Regions from separate parts of the Drosophila melanogaster genome. Here region 1 is linked to region 2. A link is a contact called in public Hi-C data. All regions are on one chromosome and are shown on one strand. The core of a region is the stretch at or near the end of the contact, and the rest is flanking DNA. Distances in the headings are between cores, read along the strand shown.

Region 1 (6,938 bases), core at 3,938-6,437, 530 kb after region 2:
TACGGAGTGGCTAATGTCTTACAGACGCCCGCCTTATATAGGCCCTGGCTAAGATTAGTGTGCCCGCCGTCTGCGTGGCACTTGCCTATATTAGTGTGGCCAGCCTGCTTGGTCCAGTGTGACCCACCGCCCGATCTTATTGGCGCCTTCGCCTTATTCATATAGATTTTCATCGTCTATTCTATTGAATTGGCTGACAGCCAATGGCTGTCACAAGCGAAGCCCCAGACTTGGCACCGGTACTTTCAAATAGGAAATCCTTTTGTAAATAGTCCACCTAATTTGAAAGTGGCAATTTACTGTGCGACCGGAGTAGCCAATAGTGCTTTGTCATTATAGCACGTATTCGTGTTTTTAACTCCGTAATATGTTTGGCAAATGTGAGTCTGCGATCCAGAGTTTCTCGAAGATATTTAGTTCCGTTCGATTGTTAAGGGTATATTTGCTTAAGGGTATAGCGTACGTTGGTCTACTTGCCGCTATTTATCCCAATATCCCAGCGCCTGTCCCATTCCGAGAATATTGTAGCACAGTCTTGTATGACATCCTCAAGCTCACTTCGGGACCTGTAAGTAACATACACGTCATCGGCAAATGTAGCCAGCATTTTCAATTATGCTTTCGTACGGAAGCGGCATATCATAACTATATAAGTTGTAGAGCAGATGGCCGAGGAAATCCCGGATCGACATGGCGCAGGTAGAGCTCGTTTGATTTTGACCAGGATTCCAGTTCGCCACGTTCGATCAAAAGCTTTTTGAACGCCCAGAAAGATGGCCGGATGGCTTGTGTCAGTTTCTCCTGAGTCCTGCTGCAGAATGGCAAGCTCTAATGACTGAAAACGCTTTGTGCGATGAGCCGCGAATACATCCCGTTGCCTCAAGTCAGTCCGGCACCAAGCACCATTGCTATCCATCAGTGGCGCCTTCCTTGCGCAACGCCTTTTGGTTGCGCGCGTAACGCTCCAGAGCAAGAATGGCGTTTCACATTTCACCCCAGTGTTAGTAAGCGTGCAGATGTGTGCTGAACGAATGAGCTCCGCAATCTACTTAGTGCTCTATTCCATTCAGCTTTGTCCAACGGGTAGCGAGACCTCATGCACCTAGTGCGTAAGCGCCTCTTCTCAGCTATAAGCTACAGCCAGCAGTTTTTTCTACGCATATAGTGACAGCCGACAAGTGTATGTGTGCACACGTATGCTCATGCATTCCAAATTTGACAAAATATGGCCACTTTAGAAGTTCTTAGGCTTTAGATCTATATTATTTTTAGTACGCACACCCTTTTCCGCATACAAAATTTTGTTATAACTAGAAGCTCATTCGAAACATACTTTCATAAGTTATATTGCATATAAAACCATAACTAATTGTCCTTTCTCTCTCTTTATTCATACTATTTACAAAACGGAATCAGCAACGAAAATCCGACCCGTTCGCAGAGGACAGTCTGAAGTTATAGCCGAGACCAAAGGCACTAGAATAACAACATTAGTCGTAACTCCATTCGATTCTTTTGCACATATTATATTTTTGTGCTGGCTCTTTCGAATTTTTGATCGAAAGCCAGAGAGCTCCAGAGGCAGCAGATCTCTTGCACGAATACAGCCCACACTCATAAACAGTCGGTAGTTCGAAAGTCGTCGAAGGGAATAGGTATTACAAAGTTCTTCTTTTTCCACAGAACAACGAAAAAGTTATTTTTCAACATTCAAAAAGCTTGGAAGATGCATTCAATGGAAGGCTTCCAAGAGTGCTCCATTTAGACGTACTCTTTTCATTACGGAAAAGGTAAATAAAACCCGAATTTTGCCGATTGATCATATTGTTACAATCGTGCACATTCGGGTACAAGCCGAACCCTGTGTTGTCTACACACACTCTCTGCAGAATTACTAGAATCTTTTTCTATCATATTTAAATTTTACGACGTTCTCATTTTATAATTGTAAATATGAAAATACATTTTTTACTCACATACATCGTACAAATATGTGAAAAAAAAAATCAAAACAATATATGTATGTACATTTCCTTACACTTCCAGACGCTATATTTTTGATCGCCATTTATTTGAATATACATATTATCATCGCGTTCGTCCGCCGCCATTTTGGGTTGCGTAAAAATCGAAAAGCACAATATGTTGGCACTCCTCTCGCATACGCGATCATATTTCGTCCCTATATATGGGAGAGATAATGAGAGGCAATCTAAATCTCCCTCTTGCTCTCTTTGTCGTGCATTGTCATTTTGGTGATCATTTTGGTTCGGTTCTTACGAAAAGCAAACGACGAAAGTGATAGAAGCTGGTAGAGAAGGGCGAAGCGTTGTCGTTGGTTTATTACGTTTCTGTTCAGTTGCATTTTGAGTCAAGATCGTAAGTGTTTTCTTAGAAATTTAGCGACGTCTTTCAGAATTGCAAGAATTTTGCAATTAAGTATCGAATACCTAATAATTATTATAAATATTTATATACATATACATATATTGTCATGCAGATGATTGCCTTTCGTCGACCAGGGTATAAATATACATAATAAATTAACACGGCTATTGTAACAAAATAAGTCGATATGAATGGCGGATTGAACAGCGCCACCATGTGAAACCACAAAGCTGCTCTCGGCATCAACGGAATGTGACTAATTGGTCTTGGGTTTCGCCCTGTACAATCTTCGGCGCAGATATTGTAGTGCCGCAGGAGGATGCAGCTCAGCCATCTGGCGAAGAGGAAGAGGAGGAGTTCGAAGAACTCGTTGAAGAAGATAAACAATAGTTAGAAAATAAGCTTAGTTGCGGAACATGAGAATGTTTTAATGTTAAACATTAAAATATTTCTAAGTTCATAATACACTTTTAAGGCCTCCCCATGGTGTTCCCTGGATCGGTAATTTTAGAAGAAACCGAGCATTTAACAGCTTTATCAGAGCTTTTTATACATGAGAAAAACTACTCAATACACTTGGACTTAGGAAATATTAATATTTGTAAAATACACATTAAAGTTTTTTTTTAAATACACATTTAATATTTTGAAAATATTTAAAAAAAAAAAACAAATGTGTATAAAAGAAATATTGTTGAGCAATGCAAGTAGTGAATTCTCATACCACCCTCAAGACTGACCGGGACTTAAAATAAATCCTACTTAATTAAAATCTTCTAAATATTACTGCCTAAACATTTCATTTCTTTAATACTCTTAATCATATAACCTTTGTAAATAAGTTAGATATTAAGAATCGTAAAAATTGATACCGATTAGATTCAGTTGCCTAAGAAGGGGAATAGTACGCTAGTCAATTAACTTAAATAATTTCGAAGTTCGTGTACCTTAGTGTTCCCAGTTAGATACCCGTTTGCTCTCATTCTGGATTATGGTTTGATCACCTCGCGGATTCAATGAATATTGAATATTAATACTCTCAGCTGCGGGATCCTCCTATGCTTGGCTGATGTTTGCTTACAGGTACTACCGCTACCATCCGTTATTAGTGGCAAGGAGACCGTTCCCAGACTGGGGTAAACAGGTGCTGCGCTAGCCGCAAACTCCTGTCCTTTGCTCTGTCCCGCCAGAAGCCTGTTCAGTCTCCACTGGATTGAGTACTGGGGAGCAATACAACTCTAACAGTAACCTTGCCACTGTCGAGAAGGCAATATTGGAAATTAACGCCAGATTGGATCAATTATTTAAATTAGTCATGGAAACGTTGAGTCCAACAAAGCTTTTCGTAATCTAGTCCACGTTCTTCATCTAAGTAACATCGCCAAAGAAGGTTCTGCAATCTTCATCAAAGCCAATATTCGCCACAGTCAAAATAAATCAACAATGCGCACTGATTTACAAGTCACCAGTCTCGATGTACCAACAAGTGGTAGTATTATCAAAATAGCTTCTCTGTATCTTCCTCCAAATAAGCCTTGGACTAAAAACGACTTTGATCAGCTACTGATCACATTGGGCCCCAAGTGTATAGCAGGAGGGGATTACAATGCTAAGCTCCAATGGTGGGCCAACCTAAGGACATGCAGTCGAGGAAAACGACTGCAAGAGGCCATCGTAACTAGTTCTAGTGAAGTTATAGCTACAGGTGAACCTACCTTTTACTCATCTAACACTAGACTGACGCCAACAGCTTTGGACTTTTTTGTCGTAAATGGGGTGCCAATAAATAAACTTTCAATTTAAACAAAATACGATCTATTTTCTGATCACCTACCTGCAGTAGCAACATTAAGCCAAATAAATCCAGAAAGAAATCCTTACTAGCTCCCGGCTCCTGTCGAAACATTTAGCATTGAGAAAGGTGACAAGCCGTTACACACTTTGCATGCTGATCATTACGTCAAGAAAAATGGAATTAAGCATATGTCTTAACAACAACTGGTGTTGCCAGACGAATTGGGCAGGTAGAGAGAATTGTTGAAAATATGCATGTAATAAAGCCAATGCACTGTTTCTCTTGGTTGCGAGGAAGTATGCTCAGAACAATGAGGATGACTTACCGTTGATGATGAACAGGATGGACGAGAGTAAACAATGATGGTGGTGGCAGCATGATAGTACAGTTGGCAACACTGCAGGAAACTATCGATAGGAGCAGAGTGCATTGGCAGAGAAGAAATCGAAAAGAACGGTTATAAAACGACAGTAGTGGAAAGGTGGATAAGTCGGTCGGTCTTTCAGAAACGATCAGTAGTGTAGTAGTGTTGCGTGAAGTTCTATCAGAGTTTGTCAAGCCAAAATTAAGTGTTATCAAGATTATTCACACATATGCCTTCTCTCTAAAACTTAACTTGGTACATTAAATAATATTAATAACCTTTAACCAATATTTAAATAAATATTACATGTATTTGATAAATGAAACATTTACACACCACTAGAAATACACTTCTAAAAACTAAATGAATGGAACCGCAGGTATTCTTTTTTACTCCATGAGCAAAATGTAAGGGAATAAGACGCATAAAGTACTTATAAAGTTAGTATTTCAACCATTTAACATCAGCCGCTAGGAGGAGCCACAAAAGTACAATTTACCGCAAGGTGGAGCAAACAATGAAAAAACAATCGCTAGGTGGAGCCATAGAACCCAAAATTGGCCTCCAGGTGGAGCCACGCGGCTGCACAAATACCGCCAGGTGGCGTAGTTTTACCCCTACATGTTGCCAACTGAGGGGAAATTGTAAGCTAAGATCCACAATGTTGTAGCTACAAAAGGTGAATTACTTTACCACTCAAGTTCGATTCAACCAGTTTCATCTGGTTTCACTCAAACCGAAGGGGCAATGTTGCTAGGGACATGTTGGTGTGTTGCCAACGCGTTCAAATCGAAGATTGGTGTGCGCATGTGAGAAAGAACCGAGTCCTGTGGATTTTCGTATTTAACTCCAATTGGACGGAACAGTCGCTTGGACTGTCGTCAGGTTAAATGTTGGATCTTGGATGGGAAATTCATTTGAATAGGCTCTAAAGGACTGACTGATGACGTGTCAGAAAGCAGCAGAAATGTTAATTAGCCGTATTTGTTTGCTCGCAGCTACGATTGCATTCCGGCCTTTGAGCTCCTTAATTAGAAATTCATTTTGAATTCACCTCCACAGACCAAATCAACTGCTCAGCAATATTTTAAATTGACCCCTTATATAATGGGCTGGATACAAGTAATCTTGTCTGAAAATTATGTAATATGCCAATGTTTGTGTGTACACACACAATTTTGTTTTCCACATATTAAACCCTTTGTTTTACGCCCACTTTGTGGGTTGCATAAGCCTCCGAGGATGATGTGTCAGAATAACCTCGGTGCCCAATTTTTATTTCCCTTGTTATACCAAAAAGTAAGTAAGCTTTTTTAAAATATAATACTCGTGATTTTTTGGATAATCTAAGCCTGGGAAATCTTCATAAATCATAACAGCCTTCAATAAAAAGCAATGTCAACTAGAGTTTCGTTTCAGATTTGATTGCATCCCTGGAGCCATCACTTTCCTCGCCTGGGTCACGTTCGACTCGCATCCTGTGGCAACTTTGCGTGCCCTTCAATGCTGGAAATTATCATATCAGCCACTTCTCACACCTCAAGTCACACACTTTCCTTCCAGCTTCTGGCGCCATTTATCTGTTGGTTCTGGACGGAAATGGGAAAAAACTCAGGAAGCCAGGGAGAAGAATTGGGTTATGCCATCGTTCAAGAAAAGTGAAATTAGCATAAAGTTCTTTCATTCTCCTCCAGTTTTGTGTACTTTTTTATTTGCTGCCGCCGCCTCAGCTTGGCTAACTTTTTGCAACGTTGTTTGCTGTCTTCTTGAGTTTGTTTGTAATATCTTGGGTGTCGTATTGGCCCTGGTTGTTGGAGCTTTTCGCCAATCAGCCGAATGGTGACCGCTAAGGGCGTTAGTTTTTTACCCCTAAGTTTGCGGGTCGCATTGTCTAATTTGGCATTGAGATATGTAAATATTTATGCCAAGGGTTGCGGTGGAAGGACTTTGAAAAAAGGACTGAAAAAGGCATTTAAAAGAAAGTTCAAAAGTCCTGTGAAAAGTTTCATTGCGGGTGAAACGTGTAAGTTGCGTTACTAATTTCATGAATTTGTAACCAAGTGAAGTGGAATTTATGAACATTCACTTTTACAAATCATGCAATCATAAAATGATTGAATTTAAAGCGCTGCAATATATTATTGAACTGTATTTTCTACATTCTCGCTATAATGCATATTGATTTTTTAAAACATAACTTAATAAACTGTCACTATACGTAGTCTAGATGACTTGCATTTTTTGATCAAACTACAATATAACTGTTAGGAAAAAGCCGAAAGCTTTAAGTTGTCAATATCCTTAATTATATGTACTTTACAAAATGTTTTAAAATTTGGATTGTTAAACGAGAATTCAGTGGGAAACGTTAATGGCGCACAATCAAAATTA
Region 2 (6,649 bases), core at 1,559-4,058:
TTCACCTCCAGACCATTTTCACTGCAGTCCAGCGTTCCCTGGGCGATGATTTCCTTTAGTGCATCGACGATCTTCTTCAGCAGCAAAGTCTGACTCAAACGCGCCTCGAGCATTTTTCCAATTTTCAAAATTGACAATCGCTGTCCCGTTAAATTCACAATTGGAAACAAACAAAATGAAGCCAGTCAGCTGTTTCGCTGCAAGTGTAGAGATGCCGGACTGCTGCGGAGTTAAGAACAAAGCTTGTTAGATTAGTTTCGGTTGCGGATTTAAGTTCATTTGATGTCTGATGATGAAGCTAGTGAACATAGATCTTAGAATTTGACTTAAAGCTGTAGGTTAATCCTTTTCTATTTAAGGGTATCCAATTGAAATCACTTAATCCGACTGATCTGGCAGCATCTGCAACACTGGTTCCGGCTCCAGTTCTAGTTCGAGATCCAGTTCCAGCTCGGATCCAGCCATCCAATCCAATATGTTTACGCTTTATTTATTTATTTGTTTATTTATAACCAACTGCTGAGCTCCCCGATGGCCGCCGCGCAGGTGGAGATGCACGCTGCTCCGGCGGCTCCCCATGTCGATCGAAATCCCAGCAGCGACTGGCGACAGTGGTGTCGCCTGTGCGCCAAGGACGACGTGCAAGGCAACTTGAATGTGTTCCTCAAGAACGAGGATTCCGGCGAGGCAGCCTCCATGGAACTGGCCACCGCCATTGGCAAGTACTTCTGGGTGAATGTGAGTGCGCTCCTCGTGGCTCCTTGGATTTCCACAAGCTAACCAGCTTATCTTGATTTCTCTTGCCCCATCATCAGATAACTCGAGGTGAAGAGCTGCCGGAGACGATATGCAGTGAGTGCCTGTCGCTGGTCACCTCGCTGGTGAATTTCTCGGAACGGATTACCCGCGTGCAGAAGCTTTACTGCATCCTGCAGAGCACGCCCAGCCAGGAGAGGCCAAATCTCCACGAGCTGCGCTCGAAATTTGGTTTGCTGGACGAGGAGACGCAGACTGAGGTGCACTATGTGGACAAGAAGCCGAAGTTGGATGAACAGCTCGAGTTTCTGCCAGAGGAGTCGCCTTACGAGCTGGCAAACCCACTAACGCCAGAGGAAAAGCAGGAAAGCGTAGATCAGGAGCAGGATCAGCCGACGGAGGAGCCAGATGAGCAGGATGCCGACTACGAACCGAATGAAGATCGTGTACTAATGAGCCTCTGCGATGTGTATGGCATTCAGGAGGATAACTCTTCTGCTGGCAGCTTGGATGGCTCCTCGCCGAGTACCGAAAAAGCTGGAGAGGATGCAGCAGACTCTGAGAAAAGACACCAGTGCAACGAGTGCTTGCGAAGCTACGCCACGTCCAAAACCCTGCAGCGCCACCTGCGCCAGGATCATGGCCAGACTGAGCCCACAACCGAGCAGCTGCAATGCCCGGATTGCCCCAAGAAGTTTCGTCTACACTACCAGCTGGAGAGGCACATGAAATGGCACGTGCCCCTGCCCAAGCGCAAGCAGTACGCCTGTAGCAGTTGCGACAAGAAGTTCGCCACCAGTGCATCCGCCCAGCAGCACGAGCAGTACATGCACCTGGATGAGCGGCCGCGGCCGGTGATTTGCGAGCAGTGCGGTGTGGGTGTGCACTCGATGAGCGCGCTCAAGGAGCACGTCCTCAAGCACACGGACTACGCCCCCTTCGAGTGCGAGGTGTGCAAGAAGTGCTTTAAGTCGGCCAATCGTCTGAAACACCACAAGGAGACGCATGATCCGCACAAGTACATCTGCCCCGAATGCGGAATGCAGCTGAATTCGCGGACCACCTTGAATCGCCATCGACTGGTGCACACGGATCAGATGCAGCACAAGTGCGACTACTGCGGCCGGGAGTTTAAGCGCGCCAAGGCGCTGAAGAATCACCTCATCCTGCACACAGGACTGAAGCCTTACTCCTGCGATTTTTGCGACCGCACCTTTGCCAACGGCTCCAACTGCCGCACGCACAAGAAGAAGTCGCATCCCGAGGAGCTGGCTGCTCAAGAAGCGGCGGGCGGCGGCAGGTCGCACAACAGAAATATACCCAAGCTGGAGGCGCTCAAGGCATTGTAGGTTAACCAAAATCGTACATATAATGACAATTTCTAAATGATTCCATTACAATTCCGTTTGTAGCACCAAGAACAAGGACAATCTGTCGCCGGTGGCCACCAAACAGAGTGGCTGCTTCGCCTTCGGCAAAAAACCGAGGCCAGCCACCAAGGATACTCCAGCTTCGAATCCCGCCGTCATCCAAGATGCTCAGCCTGAACCAGCGCCTGATCCCGGAGGGGAGAACGCCACCCAAGCTGATACCCCAGCTGCGGCTATACCCACGTTAGATAATATTTATAACCATATCATGATCGACTATCGCTGACCCCCCACTTGAGTTCACCCCTTCAAATAGCACAAGTTTGAAGTTTTGTTTCCAAATTCGCCGTATGTTGTGTATTTATAGCTGTTTAAAGATATAGTTGAGATTGTTTTGCATACACTAGAATGTGTAAGTCGACTTAATAATTAATTTAAAGTATATGAGCTAATGTAATTAGAAAGAGAGCTTCTACGGGAAATTAAATATTTTGCTTATGAGTTAGGATCTTTCTATTTCGGGTACATTTTATTGTTTATGGTTCCGGAATAACTCAAGTGCGCGAGCGGGAAAGTGGGATTTGAACGCATCCGTGGATGGCGCATGTGCTCTGGGTTCCGGAGTCGGAATCTGAGGCGAAGCGAAGCCACCCCCATTTGAATCCTGTCCTGGTATAAAGGAATTTAGTTCAGTTGACAGCGTGCGCCTTCTCGTGTCCTGCTCTTGATGAAAACTTTTGCCGAAAACCAGTAAATCGAATTGAAAGCCGTTGAGATGTGTGAAAAGCCCAAGCAAATAATCCCTGAATCCAACATGACCAAATTGGGCAGTAAACAAAGTGTGGAAAAGGAAGTGTGAAGTGCGTCCCTTTACTCCGACGTGCGAGCCGAAAAATCAAAAAAATCGATTTATCCCCCAATAAAAACAAAGTGCACTAAATGCCCCAAAACGAACGATGAACTTCAAATAACCAAATTTGGGCTGCGAAGTGTGAAAAGTGGATTGAAAACCGAAAGCTTTACGAAAAAATAGTCTTTCAATTAAATATTCAGTGAAATTAGTTGAGAGTGGGTGCGAAAATCAAAAGAGCAGGCAAAGCAGCTGACACAAGAACCTAACAAAAGATCAAATCAAAAATACGAAGTGTAAGTAAAAAAAAATGATCTTAAACAAATTGTTAACGTTACGAAAAGTAACACTTTTAAGTAAGTTAAAAGTTCCTGCGCAGCCCTGGTCCGCGACTCCACAGCTGTTTCTGTGCCACCCCATCCCTGGTTTCGGATTTTCGGAATCAGTTCGCTCGCGAACCACACGAAAGAACAACACCAACATCGCTTTGGCTGCGCGAAATTATCAAAAAATTATTGTTTTTCGTCACTCTCAGCTCGTATTTGTTGTGCAAAGTGTTGCTATCGGTGTTCCGAGTACCAGCAAAGTGAGCGTTTTCGAATTGCACCCTGTATATCGAGACTTTTTGTCGGCGTTTTTCCCACTTGTTTTTTACGCACACTACGCGCCACTTGCATGTGTGTGTGTGTGTTTGTGTGTGTGTTTGAGTGTCCGTGTGAATAAAAATCGATTCTGTTGTAAGTTTTTGCCATTAATTACTCCGCCATATACTAAAGCCACTGCTACGAATCGATGAAAATGTGTAACATGTGTGCGAGAAACCCAAAACCCAAAACCCAACACCCAGCAGCATGGAAATCTCGTCGTGCTGCTCGCAATTGTTGTTCCAAAACCAAAGCAAACCAAACCAGTCCCATGAAAATTCATAGTTGCGTGGGCGGACTCGAAGTTGGCCAGCGGAGACGGTGGCAAAGTCCCAGAGTCGCCTCCAAAATGTGTCTGGTGTCCGTAATCCGACGCAACAGTGCAGTGTGCCTTCCGAATCGGTGCAGCAAGCCCGCTTTTAACTCTTCTTCATTCGGAGATCTATGAAATCAAATGGGTGGTGATTGTGTAAATCAGAATGTCAGGATTGAGGGTCTATAAAGATTAAGAAATAGAGTGCCTAACATTGCCCAAAATATATTAAGTTATTAGTATAGCTCAGCACGGACATTTGCCAAATCGGTTTGCATTGCCAACTCAAACCTTTTTGGTTTGTACTTAAAGATACTTTAGCTATGAAATCTAATCAAAAAGTATCTTTCAAAGAGCGTTGCTTTTGACTGATACAGAGTTGCAAGTTTATGTTCTAAAACATGCCTTATATCTATTAAATTGATTAGATTAAAACTTAGATGAAATTATTGTCGAAACCATAGTATTAAATATACCCCACTTATACACTTATCAAATTCGAGCATTTGTTCCTGAAGTTTTTGGGAATCCCACAAAAATCTCAAAACATAAATAGCTTTTCATTAAGTCACGGGAATCAAGTTAAAGTTGCTAAAACTGGACGTTATGTTAAATTCACTACCGAAAATTCAGACCGAAAGTTGGAATTAAAACGCGGGCTCCTTGCGAAGTGGAAGATGCAAACAAAACTTTGAGCGGCGGGCAGGAAAAAGTGGATAGAAGCCGCGAACCGCATTATCTTGTTGGCTTGACCCAAATTGCAACTGCAACCTCTGAACTCCCGCCTGTGGCCTTTGCTTTGTCTTTGTGCCTCCAACTTTATTGTCCTTCTGGTCCCGAGTTTGGGCTCCTTGTATTTGCCACCCCAGGAAGATTGCTGCTCGCACTCTGTTTCTTTTTTTTTTTTTACGACTGCCTTCTTTTTATCATTTAATGTGCGGCAAGTTAATTGCCGAAAGAACTTTGCCAAGCTGTTGCTGCTGTCGCCTTTTATCGGTGGCAAGTTCTTAAAGTGTCTCTTTCAAGCCAGCGCCAAACTCATTTCAGCCGGGTCGAAATTAAAAACTCGCCCGCCAGCCTCATTAGTTGGCAATTATGGGGCCAAATGGCTTGTCAAAGTAAGAATTTCCTTATTGAAATTGTTTTGCCCTGCGGAAAAGCGTAGCAAGATTCAGCTTCAGCTTTCCGGTTATCAATAGGTTCGCTATTTCATTTTCCGCTTTCCTTGGCCGGACTATGGAAACGCTCATTTCCTCTCGCTCAAATGACTTTTCATTTCTATTTGGCGAAGGCGGAATTTTAATTAGATGTTTTAGCTGAATACACAGGACACCCGATACACCCTAGTGTGGAAACACTGGCTGCCGCCTGCAACCGGGATGCATGCCCCTTGGAAAAGTTTGCAGTTTTCCTTCTCGGGGTTGCTTCAAGTCCATTGACCAGGGTAGGCATCCCTAAATCCTTGCTTCGCGAGGGTGGAAGCCAATTGATTTCTGGGGGTTTCCCATCCTGTTTGCAGCCCTGCAAATAAATTGCGAATTTTAAACTTATCTGGAACTAAGATCATGATCAAAAAGAGCAGATTGGTATCAGTTTGAACTTAGTTATCTTTAATTGTAAACTCAGAATGTAGATTTATGGACAAAATGACCAAAGATGTATTCTTTCTATTGTTTGCGTACCTCTATATTATTGAAATCAGCAAACAAGAAACCAATATTTAACCTTCTAGACAAAAAGCAAGCTTATTGATAATTATGTCAGCGATTTGTATGGTATCTATTATCAAAAATTTTGGAATTATTATGTTAACATTCAGCTCTAATCTAATTGGGTCATGTTGCCAATGGATTTGTGAAATTCAAATATTCCCCAATGCTGAATTATAGTAAACTGGAAATATGAATATTTGCTAGATTATAAACGCAATATTTATGAAGACCCCAAAGTGTGCCATTCTCGCATCTGCATAAAGCATCTTTAAAGTGCCTTTTTTTTTATCTAAATCGAGTGTTCTTTATTCTTGTCAACTGCTCAGCTGGCGATCCAATAAAAGTTGACTTGCAGTGCTCTCTGCCCCATATCAACACTCATAAAATGGAAATAAGTCTTGCCAAACGCGGCCAACTAGCTTTTTATCTTGGCCGTTAGTCAATTTTATTTGCTATCTATGTGTGTGTGCTGCTATGACTGGCTTATTTAGCTTCTTGAGTAGCGCCCACGCAAAATGCTGAAATTTAATCCACTTGGCATACGCATGCAAAGGCACAAAGGCACTTCATTCACCCATTGATAAGCCTTGGTCAACTTTGTGCCATGGGCTTGGACAGGTGGAAAAGTGGTAGTAGGTGTTTGCTTCACATCAGTAATTTTCGGCTAAAAGTGCATTACATTAGAGCAGTTTAATCATCCTAAGATACTCGTGGGTTTAAAGTGCAATTTTTATAATTTAATTAACTTTAACTATACGAATTGGTCGTAGAAATAAGGGCATAAAAGGTCTGTTGAAAATTAAAAAATTATCCTATGTAAGGACTAATTTTAAGTCTTTTTTTTAGCTTGTAGATTTCCAATGTGACACATAACATTTTGTTTCGCTCTATTATAGCACAAATCCTTTAACATTCTATGTTTTAACAGTACTATAAAAATGTAAATGCTTGCATTTTGTTTTCAGTCTTAAAGTTTCATAAAAAGCTTTCAGATCACTGTGTAG

What was found. Hi-C and Micro-C count contacts between places; a contact is called where the count stands out from the background.
Region 1: a Hi-C map of the Kc167 cell line shows a contact between it and region 2, with 2.4 times the contacts expected there. A contact is called at or near these places in 11 of 107 Hi-C or Micro-C datasets (the Clone 8 cell line, the Kc167 cell line, the S2 cell line and 5 more) and 1 of 7 datasets of targeted methods (the Kc167 cell line).

The regions. Positions count from the first base shown.
Region 1 is chr2L:20,115,969-20,122,906 of dm6, forward strand. No RefSeq gene overlaps it. Among named protein-coding and RNA genes, the nearest start is that of CG13970, 15 kb to the left of the region's middle.
Region 2 is chr2L:19,583,815-19,590,463 of dm6, forward strand. Lar (Leukocyte-antigen-related-like) reads left to right here and starts at 2,809. Exons shown (of 19, transcript NM_001273668.1): 1 at 2,809-3,272. CG10366 reads left to right here and starts at 421. Exons shown (of 3, transcript NM_136151.3): 1 at 421-738; 2 at 816-2,101; 3 at 2,169-2,626. The coding sequence starts at 532. The coding sequence ends at 2,412. PCNA2 (Proliferating cell nuclear antigen 2) reads right to left here and starts at 176. Exons shown (of 2, transcript NM_136150.3): 1 at 6-176. The coding sequence starts at 113.